Linked DNA regions of Hordeum vulgare: regions 2 and 3 are each linked to region 1. Evidence: chromatin contacts called from public Hi-C data. All regions are on one chromosome and are shown on one strand. Each heading gives the region's core, a stretch centred on a gene start, on an enhancer-like site or on the middle of the called end of the contact. The rest is flanking DNA. Distances are from core to core; before and after follow the strand shown. Region 1 holds the start of LOC123403726 (cold-responsive protein kinase 1-like). Region 2 holds the start of LOC123401451. Region 3 holds the start of LOC123401842 (proline-rich protein 36-like).

Evidence for each region. Hi-C and Micro-C count contacts between places; a contact is called where the count stands out from the background.
Region 2: a Hi-C map of seedling shows a contact between it and region 1, with 3 times the contacts expected there. The contact joins the promoter of LOC123401451 here to the promoter of LOC123403726 in region 1. A contact is called at or near these places in 3 of 6 Hi-C or Micro-C datasets (leaf and seedling) and 1 of 1 datasets of contacts at active chromatin or transcription factors (embryo).
Region 3: a Hi-C map of seedling shows a contact between it and region 1, with 5 times the contacts expected there. The contact joins the promoter of LOC123401842 here to the promoter of LOC123403726 in region 1. A contact is called at or near these places in 2 of 6 Hi-C or Micro-C datasets (leaf and seedling).

The regions. Positions count from the first base shown.
Region 1 is chr6H:102,125,660-102,128,966 of MorexV3_pseudomolecules_assembly, reverse strand. It overlaps LOC123403726 (cold-responsive protein kinase 1-like), which reads right to left and starts at 1,883. Exons shown (of 7, transcript XM_045097640.1): 1 at 1,576-1,883; 2 at 1-151. The coding sequence starts at 39.
Region 2 is chr6H:102,708,567-102,712,197 of MorexV3_pseudomolecules_assembly, reverse strand. It overlaps LOC123401451, which reads right to left and starts at 2,054. Exons shown (of 8, transcript XM_045095269.1): 1 at 1-2,054.
Region 3 is chr6H:103,076,885-103,080,231 of MorexV3_pseudomolecules_assembly, reverse strand. It overlaps LOC123401842 (proline-rich protein 36-like), which reads right to left and starts at 1,992. Exons shown (of 1, transcript XM_045095697.1): 1 at 1-1,992. The coding sequence starts at 1,670. The coding sequence ends at 225.

The sequences.
Region 1 (3,307 bases), core at 634-3,133:
TGCCCCACTTCTATAGCAGAAGAAAGGAGAACAACCCATTATGTATATTCTCAAAATATATCTGCCTCGTCGCTGTCAGTTCAACACATACGTTTGCACTTATGATATCCCCACAAATATTTCATCAACCTTAAACAGCTGCCATCATATCCTGAAAAGAAAGAATGACACTTATGGTCACCACAGAGTATTATACTGAATGAGCTATTCCACGCTGCCAACCAATTACTGTGAACCATCGCTTGCATTGAGTTGTCAGTCGGTGGGTCTCAAAACCTAGGTTAGCTAGGTGGTTTGAGCCCAATATTTTCCTAATTAATTTGGCAACTCTACTTCTATCATGAATTGCAGAGCTCCCGTCCTTTTGTGTTTTTTCAAGAAAAAAAAAGCTGTGGCCAATCCGTTCTTTTCAGTCAAACAGCTAGATTAATTGGCATTTAGTTATATTTCTTCAACAAGAGGAGGAAGTAATATTATGTTAGTGTAAACTGTGACTGCGTGTGTTTGTAAACAAAAATGCACACTTTCTGCCTTGCACAGCATGGTGTAAACCCTATTTTCACAAGGAACAACTGTCACTGCATTGACCACACTTGCAACTAGCAGCTAAATCAGACACTACTTCCTTGTAATTAAACTATTCTCTTTTGCATGGAAGATCAAAATTGTTGATGTGCTCCTGGGTAACCGGCTCAAGCTCAGAACATGCATGGAGTTCTCATCAGAGAAACATACCTATCTCGGTATCTCCTACATCAGCAGCTGAAAGCAACTAGTTTAAGCTTAGAGCAACTATACAAATTAGATTAGGTCCACTATGACATAATAGTACATTTTAAAAGTGTGGTCGAGTATCTCAGTTTCTCCACCTGCGACGGCTGCTATAACTTTAATAAATGGGCAGAGCTCCCTGCCATAGGTATCAACATTATTTAAAAAACACATTCAGCGGGATGTCACACTTGGGCAGGCATTACCTCGTGGATGATTTAGCTGCTAGGACTTCCAACTAATCTAGGGGAAAATGGCGGTGTGTTTGTCTCGGCAAAGCTGATTTTATAGTCTAAGTGTCTCTGCTACCGGTTAAACTAATCCATCTCACACCGCCACACGCAATAGATCGCCAAAAGGTCCACGACTCCACCCGCACCCAGCAGCATCCGTGTTCACACAGGAAACCACATTTGAGCTGCACAACATTCATCAACAGCCTCATCCAAAACCCGTCAAAACCGGCAGAACGTTGTGACGATCATAGGCTATCGCGCAGGGCAGGGCACGAAACTAGTAGTAGAATTTTTATCAGCTGATAATAGTCGTACGAGCAAAAATCGAAGCCGATTCCAGTCTCTTGTTATGGACGGGACGAGGACGACACTGGAACTTCGTGCCACGAATTCCTCCCAAATCTCCGTCTGATCAACCGATCAGCGAGAGAATCAGGACCCTGGAACGTCCACTAACCCCTTGGTGAAGAGCAGGCCTAAGCCCGTGAAGCAGGATCAAAACGCCCAATCCTTCTCCGGAGAAAAAGACCAGAGCACCCAACCGAACCAAGCAGAGTAGCAGACTGACCTGATCAGCCGCTGCCGAATCCGCCGTCGAGACCAGGGGAACAGCCCCGGGCAACTCGGAGCGGAGACGAGGCGAGAGCGCAGAAGAATTTACCGCCACCCCCGCAGGCCGCAGCGCGCGCAGGCGGGCGAGCAGCTCCAGCCCACCGCTCAAGCGCCTGGCACCAGCGAGTCGTCGGCGGACGCGAGGGTTCCCGAGCACGAGCGCAGCCTTGGACGGCGGGCGGCGGGCGGCGGCTGGGAGGAGGAGGAGGAGGGTGGGAAATGGCGGCGTCGGACTGTGAGGGTTTGGGTCGCGAGTGATTATTTGACTTGTGCTTCCGCGGTGGGAAGGGAGGAAGAGGAGGGGAAGGAGGGACCCGGTCAAACGCCAAGTGTTGACCACGTGGCCGCGTTGGCTTTGGTTTGTTGGGTTCGCCGATCCGGGTGAGCTCGACGCGGCGGGTGCCTGCCGGAGTGGCCTGAGCCTCGCTCGGCCTCGCGTGTGGACGGGACCGGACGGGACCGGACCGGACCGGGCACATCGAAAATATACTACTCCGTATCTTGGAGGACTAGGGGAGAAGAATGAGTCGGGTCCATCTTGGAGAGGGGCTGTGTCTGTGTGGTTCTTTGATTTGATTTGATGCGGCTCGCCACAAGCTGAAGAAAGTGACAATGGCGTGTTGAATTGATGAGGTGGGGCCACGTGTGTAACCGTGAGATGGAGAGACTGAAAAACATCTTGACTGCAGCAGGTTCACTTACCCACGTGTTCGGGCAGCGTACTCCGAGTTTATATACTCCCTCTGTCCTAAAATAAGTGTCTCAAGCTTAGTACAACTTTGTATTAGAGCTAGTATAAAGTTGAGATACTTATTTTGGGACGGAGGGAGTACGAAACAGCGTGTGGTTTAGGACGTGTTTGTCTCAAGGGATCGAGTTTTTTTAATTCTTATGGATTAAAAAAATCTTTCAATAAAGTCTTTTTTAGTCCCTTAAAAAAGTCATTCCTATTTGGTACAAGGGATTTTTTAGTCTAGCCCATGTAATCAAACAATGCTTTAGAGCATCTACAACTAGACTTCTCAAACACTTCGTATATCTGAAGACGGTGTTGTGAGTGACCGGTCACAAAATCTCCATCCAGCTGCATCTCTCATACTAATTTTATACATATAGGCGGGAGGCCGTGATGGCCCTTAAGGTCGACACAGCGCAAGAGGGGTCACACACCGTCGACGAGGCGGAGCCACAACGGTTGACCAGCACCCCGGCTTTCCACGCCCATCATCGATCTCGACTTGACATCCAGGCCACGGGCTTCGACGAGGAAGAATATAGCATGGGACACAACGGTGCCTCGTGTCCCATTTGGGTCTATTTGTATCCCGTGTTCTACTCTTTCTCACCGACGATCGACCTTTACTTTGGGGTCTCACGACATGGGCACGGAAGAGAACAATAAGAATGTGGAGGATAGGCGCCGATGAAAAAACAAACTAATTTTATGTTAAATATAATTGTATGGATAGCGGATATTTAAAGGGTGATTGGTCACTATTTGCGAATGTATCTCAACGTATTCGCGGACATTTAGAGGTCTGATTAGTTAAGGCATCTTCAATGTTGGTCCGTAAATTTTCTCTCGCATCTGGCCATATCTATAATTTTCAATTGTTTAATGCTATTATACTATCACTTTTATATGTTTTGTTTATTATTATTATTTTGGAGTAACTTATTAATTTAGT
Region 2 (3,631 bases), core at 805-3,304, 580 kb before region 1:
CTGTGCGGTTCTTTGATTTGGTGTTTGTAAATCTTTTAGATACCATCCAAGTTTTTGGCTCGACGTTTTAACGAAAATCAAGGTAGGGGCCTCCCGTCCCGAATTTGCTTTTGTTTTTCAACAAAGCGCAAAAGCTTTGCGTCTCGGTGCAATGGAAAGAGTAATTTACGTGTGCCACTGCTAAATGGACATTACACAGATGCATCAACTACACGACACTAACCTAGATGCCTTCCATACCCATGTCCATGACACTGCAAACCAGGAGAAACCTTCACTACCAGGACAATGATTCCAGTTCTGCAAAGGGCACAACTAGGCCACCAGGACAGACCTGCAGCCGAAATGCCCACGTCCAGGACACCGCAAACCAGGCGAAACCTTACATGTCCAACTAGACCTGCAGCTGAAATGCCCAAGTCTGCGGCAGAACCCACAGGCCTACCTCCTAAAGCTGCACCCAACACCGAGATCCATCCGGTCCCAAACCAGAGAGTCAAGGCTCCAAAACGAGATCTCCAAGAAATATAGACGGCGATGGTGCCCGATCCAGCAAGCCAAATCTGAGGTTTTTACCAGGAACACGAAACCCCGGTGTGGGAGAGGCGCTGAAACTCCACGCCGACGCCTCAAAGGAAAAAAGACAAGGCCCTCAGACATCAGCGTCGCCAACCCTGAAAGGCAGGGCTATCGCCCGGACCAAGGGACCTCATCACCACAACCAAGCACCGTTCATCCTCGCCTCGAGCTCCCATGCCAACCGCTTCCATTCAGACCTCTAGCCTCACCAGGACACCCGTCGGCAGCACGTCAAGGCCACACTCTCACCATGCCCACGGCGGGGAGACAAGCCGCCTGAGAAGTCACCCCTAAGCTGCCAAGCGGCACAGGTGCTGCCATGGCAGGGGCCACCAGCAGAACTGCAGAACTGCGCACGGCCATATCAGAGTTGCATTGCCAGCGCACAGCTGGAAGTCTGGAACGCCAAGGCCCGCCATTTTCGGTGGGCGCCCGGCGCAACGCACGCTGGCTGCTCCCACCACCGGTGGAGCCACCCGTCGCCGCTGCAGCCCTGCCGAGAAGCGCCTAGCCAACCCACCGCCGCCATTGACCACCACGAGGCATCCAGAGCAGCAATACGGGGACGGCGGCGAGGAGTGAGTCGAAGGTCCAAGAGTGTAGCTAGGGTTTGCGATTGGGTATCGCCTCGTGAGTCGGCCTGGCGTCTCCTGAATTCTCTCAGGAAAAAATGGCAAAGGGAGGAGGGGAGCTCTCACCTGGTGGCAGATCCAGACATCCTCGGCGCCAACGCCGACCGTCTCCAGGGCAGCGCAGTCGCTGCCCTCCGCAGTGGCCACCATGCCACCGGCGCCGTTGCCCTCCTGGGCGACGACCTCCACACGGACGGCGCGGTCACTCTGCGGGGCGGCACTCCTCTCCGCGTCGCCGTCGCGGCCGTCCCGGGTCAGATCTATCTCCATCGGCTACTCTGACGAGGCTGCAGAGCCGGCGAGGAGATGGCGCTGGGTATTTCGCGTGGAAACTAAGAACTCGAACTCCGTGTCTGGAAAAATGGGGATCCAAGTCGAAATAATCTGGAGCAGGGGTGTGAAAGCCTCCGATTTCCCGTGTTGATGGAATTGGAAGGTGATTAACGCGACGAGATTGGAAGCGGGGGAAGAGCGGGGAGGAACTGTCCATGGCGGGCGGCGCTCGTCCGAGCGGAGCGAAAGTGGGAAGGACACTCGAGTATTATTAACTGAACTACTGAAGCCCCTGGTTAGTTATCAGTAGCTCCTTTTTCAGGCAAGCCCCCCCGGACCAATTCGTAGGCCCAGAGCTCGTTTCTCACTGATATATTCCGCCGTCACGGCGGTGCCGGACTCCGCCGCTGACCCGAGCTCGAAGACCACCGCGTTCGGCTGCCGCTGCGGCCACACCTCCGCCTCCGCAGCGGATGCCCACGGCGAAAGTCAGTTGCTGTGTGTACGGATAATCTCCTAGTAAAAGTCAGTTGCCGTGTGTACGGGAGCACCTCGCATTAGATGCGCCTGCGCGACCTCGACCGTCGATCTATGTCGAATGGGCAACATGTCAAAGCGTTATTTCGGAAATGTTAGGGGATTTTCTTCCAAAAATCCATGCTGGATTTGTCTTTTTTATTTCCATTATGTATTTTGAATTTTGATTTAAATTTTTAAAGATTGTACGTTCATGTGATGTGAACATCCATAATTTTTTGGGAATTTTATGAGATATTTAAATAGATATTTTGAAAATGGGAGCACCTAATGTGAGGTGTTCCCTCGTAACACTAGATATTCACCCTGTGTATCTCAGCGTGTGTTCTTAGGACATGTACAATACATAGCTTCAAGGTGATTTAAATACATATTTTGAAAATGGGAGCACCTAATGTGAGGTGTTCCCTCGTAACACTAGATATTCACCCTGTGTATCTCAGCGTGTGTTCTTAGGGCATGTACAATACATAGCTTCAAGGTGATTTAAATACATATTTTGAAAATGGGAGCACCTAATGTGAGGTGTTCCCTCGTAACACTAGATATTCACCCTGTGTATCTCAGCGTGTGTTCTTAGGGCATGTACAATGCATAGCTTCAAGGTGATGCCCTGTATATCATGTAAGATCGAATGCCAGAAAAGGTAGGTTTGAATAAGGAAGCGGGATCCTATGCAGGAGTCGGGTACTTGAAGAGAAAATGTATGGTCTGGGATAAAGAGCTGACAGAGTGAAAGGTATAGATGCATGTGTATTAGAGTTTTTATTTTTTATTTTTTGACGAGACACCCTAATGGTAATTTGCATTGGAGAGAAAAAATTAATATAAATGCCTGAATCTACTTTTTATCATGGGACATCTATATTCATATGCCATCATTATACATGCCTTTATGAGGTCTGTTTGAGTACACCTTTTCCACAAACCATATAAGGATAGTATGATAATTTCATTAAATCGTATATACATCTATATATGTGACATATATGAGGCATCATATTCACTTTTTATTAAAATTTATAAAATAGTGCAAATGACGTAAATCAAACTCAAGAACTCTTGGTCTAAGAAGAACCACACTAATCAATTAGGACAACCTAATGCTTCTGCCCATTTATTTATTTTTTTTCTTCTACTCCACTTCGCGGTTGGGACAGCCCATTGTCGAATCGGTCCTTTTATCACTATTTTTTTCTATTCTTTTATTTTCATTTGTCATTTTTTGTTTCTTTTTAATTTTTTAAAACTGTTCATCTCTACTATTAAAGTGAAATCTATCGTCGTTGTGATGGTTCGACCAACTCCCACCATCTCAGGATCGATACCGCTCCGACTCCCTCGCACGATCGTACCTGTTGTGCGCTCCCCACGTTCTCTACTAGGAAAAGAAAACAACAATGAAAAAAACACCCCACAACATACACTCCACACCTCACTCCGCCAACTGCCCCTCCCCTTGCTCCCGATCTCGTTTTACTCCTCGCTCCCAGAAAATTCGTCGTCGCCGCCGCTCCGATCCTCGTGATTGTTGTGGCCGCGTTCCTGGTCGTGGATGACACCGTCCGCCCCACATTCTCCTCTGCAGGATGTCCCTACCTTCTTCGTCG
Region 3 (3,347 bases), core at 743-3,242, 950 kb before region 1:
CTCAAGACAACCACAAAAAATCAGAGGTCGCGGTTTGTTTCTCGTCGATCTTGGGATCTCTTGTTCACTCCAAATCCAAACTAGCTATCTCTCTCGAAAATCTTTTTCGTTCCCTTTTCTTTGGCAAAGGAAATGCTGCCTAGTAGTAGTAGTACTGTATTACCTAATGGAGGCTACTTGCTCTACCGCTAAACCTAGCTAGCTTAGTCAAAACAAGGTCAGTTTCATTTGCTGGTGCCAAGATCTCTACCGCTCACGCTGCTTCCGCCGGCGGTGGCGGTGGGATGGGCGGCCTTCCGGCCGAGCGACGACCGCAGCCGCGCGGCGGCGTCCTTGGCTGCCGTCTCCTTCTTGTCCTTGAAGAACCCGAACGACGGCCGCGAGCAGACGGGCACGTTGAGCACCACCGGCGTGGAGTATGACCGGTCCATCACGCGCGAGCGGGACCGGAGGCTGGAGTGGACGCTGCCGGCGGGGGAGCTGGAGCTGCGCTCGAGCCCCTGGAACACGATCTTGCCGGAGGAGTTCATGCGCGGGGAGTCCACCGAGGCCACGGACGGCGGCGGCGGGGTGGCGGCGCGGCGACGGGCAGGGCTGTGGGCGGCGCGCGGCGGGGCGGAGGCGGGAGGGTGGTAATGGCGCTGGGGTGGCGCGGAGGCGGGCGGGTGGCAATGGCGCTGGGGTTGGGAGCGGACGAGCCGGATTCTTGGCTTCGGGGTGAGGTCGACCGAGTCGATGGAGTGGCGCGGGAAGTCGTCGTGGTCGTGGGCGGAGGAGGAGGACGACGACGACATGGAGAAGCGGGAGGAGGCGAGGGAGAGGGACGCCTCCGAGTCGGAGCTGTCGCGGAGGAGCGGCGCCACGGAGAGGTCCGACGCGCGGCCGCCGTTCCGCTGGAGGAGGAGCAGCTTGAGGGACCTGGCCGCCGACGAGCTAGACGCCCTTGACGGAGTCGCAGGCACCGGCGAAGGAGACTGCGGAGGCGACGGCGACGCAGACGGCTTCTGCGGGGTCTGGACCTTCCTCAGCCGGAGCAGCTCCCGCCAGCGGCTCGAGCACGTCGGCGCCTTGGGGGAGAACACGTAGGGGTCGAACGGCTCGGCCACGGAAGGGCGGTGGGTCTTCACCAGCTCAGGCGTCGCCGGGATCTCCGCCAGCACACTCTCCCGCTCCCGCTCAGCCTCCGGCGCCGCCACGGACGCGGGCTGCGGCGGCCGGAGCGGCAGCAGCTTCCCGTCCGCGAACAGCTCGTCGGCGGGGAGCATGGTCGCCGACCCGCCGAAGCTGAACTCGAAGTCGATGAACTCCTTGGACGCCGCGGCCGGGGCAGGCTGATCCGGCTTCTCCAGCGACAAGGCCTTGCCGTGATCCGCCGCCACGGCCAAAGGTGCCTCCCGGCTGAAGGAGAGGCGCGGGCCGAGCCAGCCGTAGGAGACGGCGGCGGGGGCCGCGGCGGGCATGCTGCTGGCGACGGCGGACGCCATGGCGCATCCAAGGTCGGCAGGGCCAGGAGGGAGGGAGGGAGCGGGCAGTACACTGGTCACTGTACTTGGCTGCGGGTGTGGAGTTGGTGAGAAGGGAAATGCCGAGACAGGGACGTCCGGGTAAAGCCGCGCGTATATATAACCTGCCACGGTAATTTTCCTGACAGGCCGGGCCCAGGCGGCCATCTGAGGGGCCGACGCGTGGGCCCGACCCCTCTTGGAGACGGGGAATTAATCCGCGGTTAATGTTCATTTTTAACAGTGCGTAGGTTGGTGGCGCTACTCGACTAATGGTAGTGGTACAGTGCTACACCTCTCACAATCTTTGTGTCTGAATGAATCTGATGAAGGAAAATCGGTGTTGTTTTTGTCTGAGCGTTGCGTTAACGGACAAACGAACGCCGAGAGAGGCACGCTGCCTCTGCATGCATGGAGCAAGCGGCAGTGATAATTGTGTGCGCGACGTTGCGTTTCGATCACGCCGCGACAAGGCAGATCTGCTCACGCAAGTGCTTAGGGGAGCTCTAAGGGCATGTACAATGGAGGCCACCTTGGTGCTGCCCCAGCCATCCACATAGATAAACTGAAATGAAGCTACTAGTCTATGTCACAATCACCCAATGGAAGCTACTCCCTTTAATGACATGATCACACTTTTTCTTTTACAGCTACATTTCAACACATGCAACCTTCAGTACATTTAAACTTTACCATCAACCTTTTGAATCAACAATATCAACAAGCTTACACATTGAAAGTCATAAAAAAACTTGATCCCCAAACAAAAAAACAACAATTTTGATATCCAAACGATATCAACAATTATGTTTTGACCATGACAGAGAACATCCCACAACAATAGAACATTATTACCAGCAATTTTTTATATCCAAAATATAACAACAAGTATTTCTTGACCATGACACAAAAAATCTCACAATAATAGAACAATCTAAAGGTTTCCAAGCACAAGAGAAGATTTGTAAACACGTATATCATATTTATTCAAAGTTCAAACTGAATTTGTTGGTGTATCCGTTGGCCCTTCTCGTTCAAAACAAAACAGTCTCACATCTTCTATGCTTCCTTGCACATGAAGCTCCCCTTTGCTGCACACATATCTACAGAACATCCATAACAAGGAAGACACATGTTAGAGTATATTTAGAACTAGCATGGCACAAACTATGTGGAGAACAGAGGAAATACATATCTACAGTTTGGTTTTAGTCAAGGACATACATATCTACAGTTTAGTTCAAAATGTAGTAACTTCAAATGAATATCAACAATTTCTAGCATGGCGCATATCTACAGAGCATCCATAATAGTTTGGTTTGAAAGGCAAATGAATATCAATGGTTAGTTTATCTCCAAATGGCCGACACGCAAGCAGTTCAATCAGGTTTAGCATCCAACTTTAGCACTCAAGTTCAGGTTTGCACTTACAAAAACAAAGACAAAACAGGTTTATCATCCAACCTTTGCACTCAAGTTCAGGTTTGGCTTCAATTAACTACCAACGTTAGCAGATAAGTTGAGCAGGTTTCAATCAGCTTACGAAACACACACAACATCTAAACAAAGGAGAGACGAACAAGTTGGACTACATACCTTCTATCCCTCCTTGAAAAGTTGATCCCCCAATCTCGTGACAGCCCTCACATGCATCTCCTTTGCCCATGGCTCCATTGTTGTAGTGTCGGCACTCAACATTTGTGTAAACTTATCAAACAACTTGGTTCTTTCCTCAGCTAACTTTGCCACAGTCCTCTCCTTTGCTGCCTCATATGCAAGTCGGTTAGCTTCTACCTTCTGAGCAGATAAACGACTCTGCAATTCCATCATCTCATTCGTCTGGAC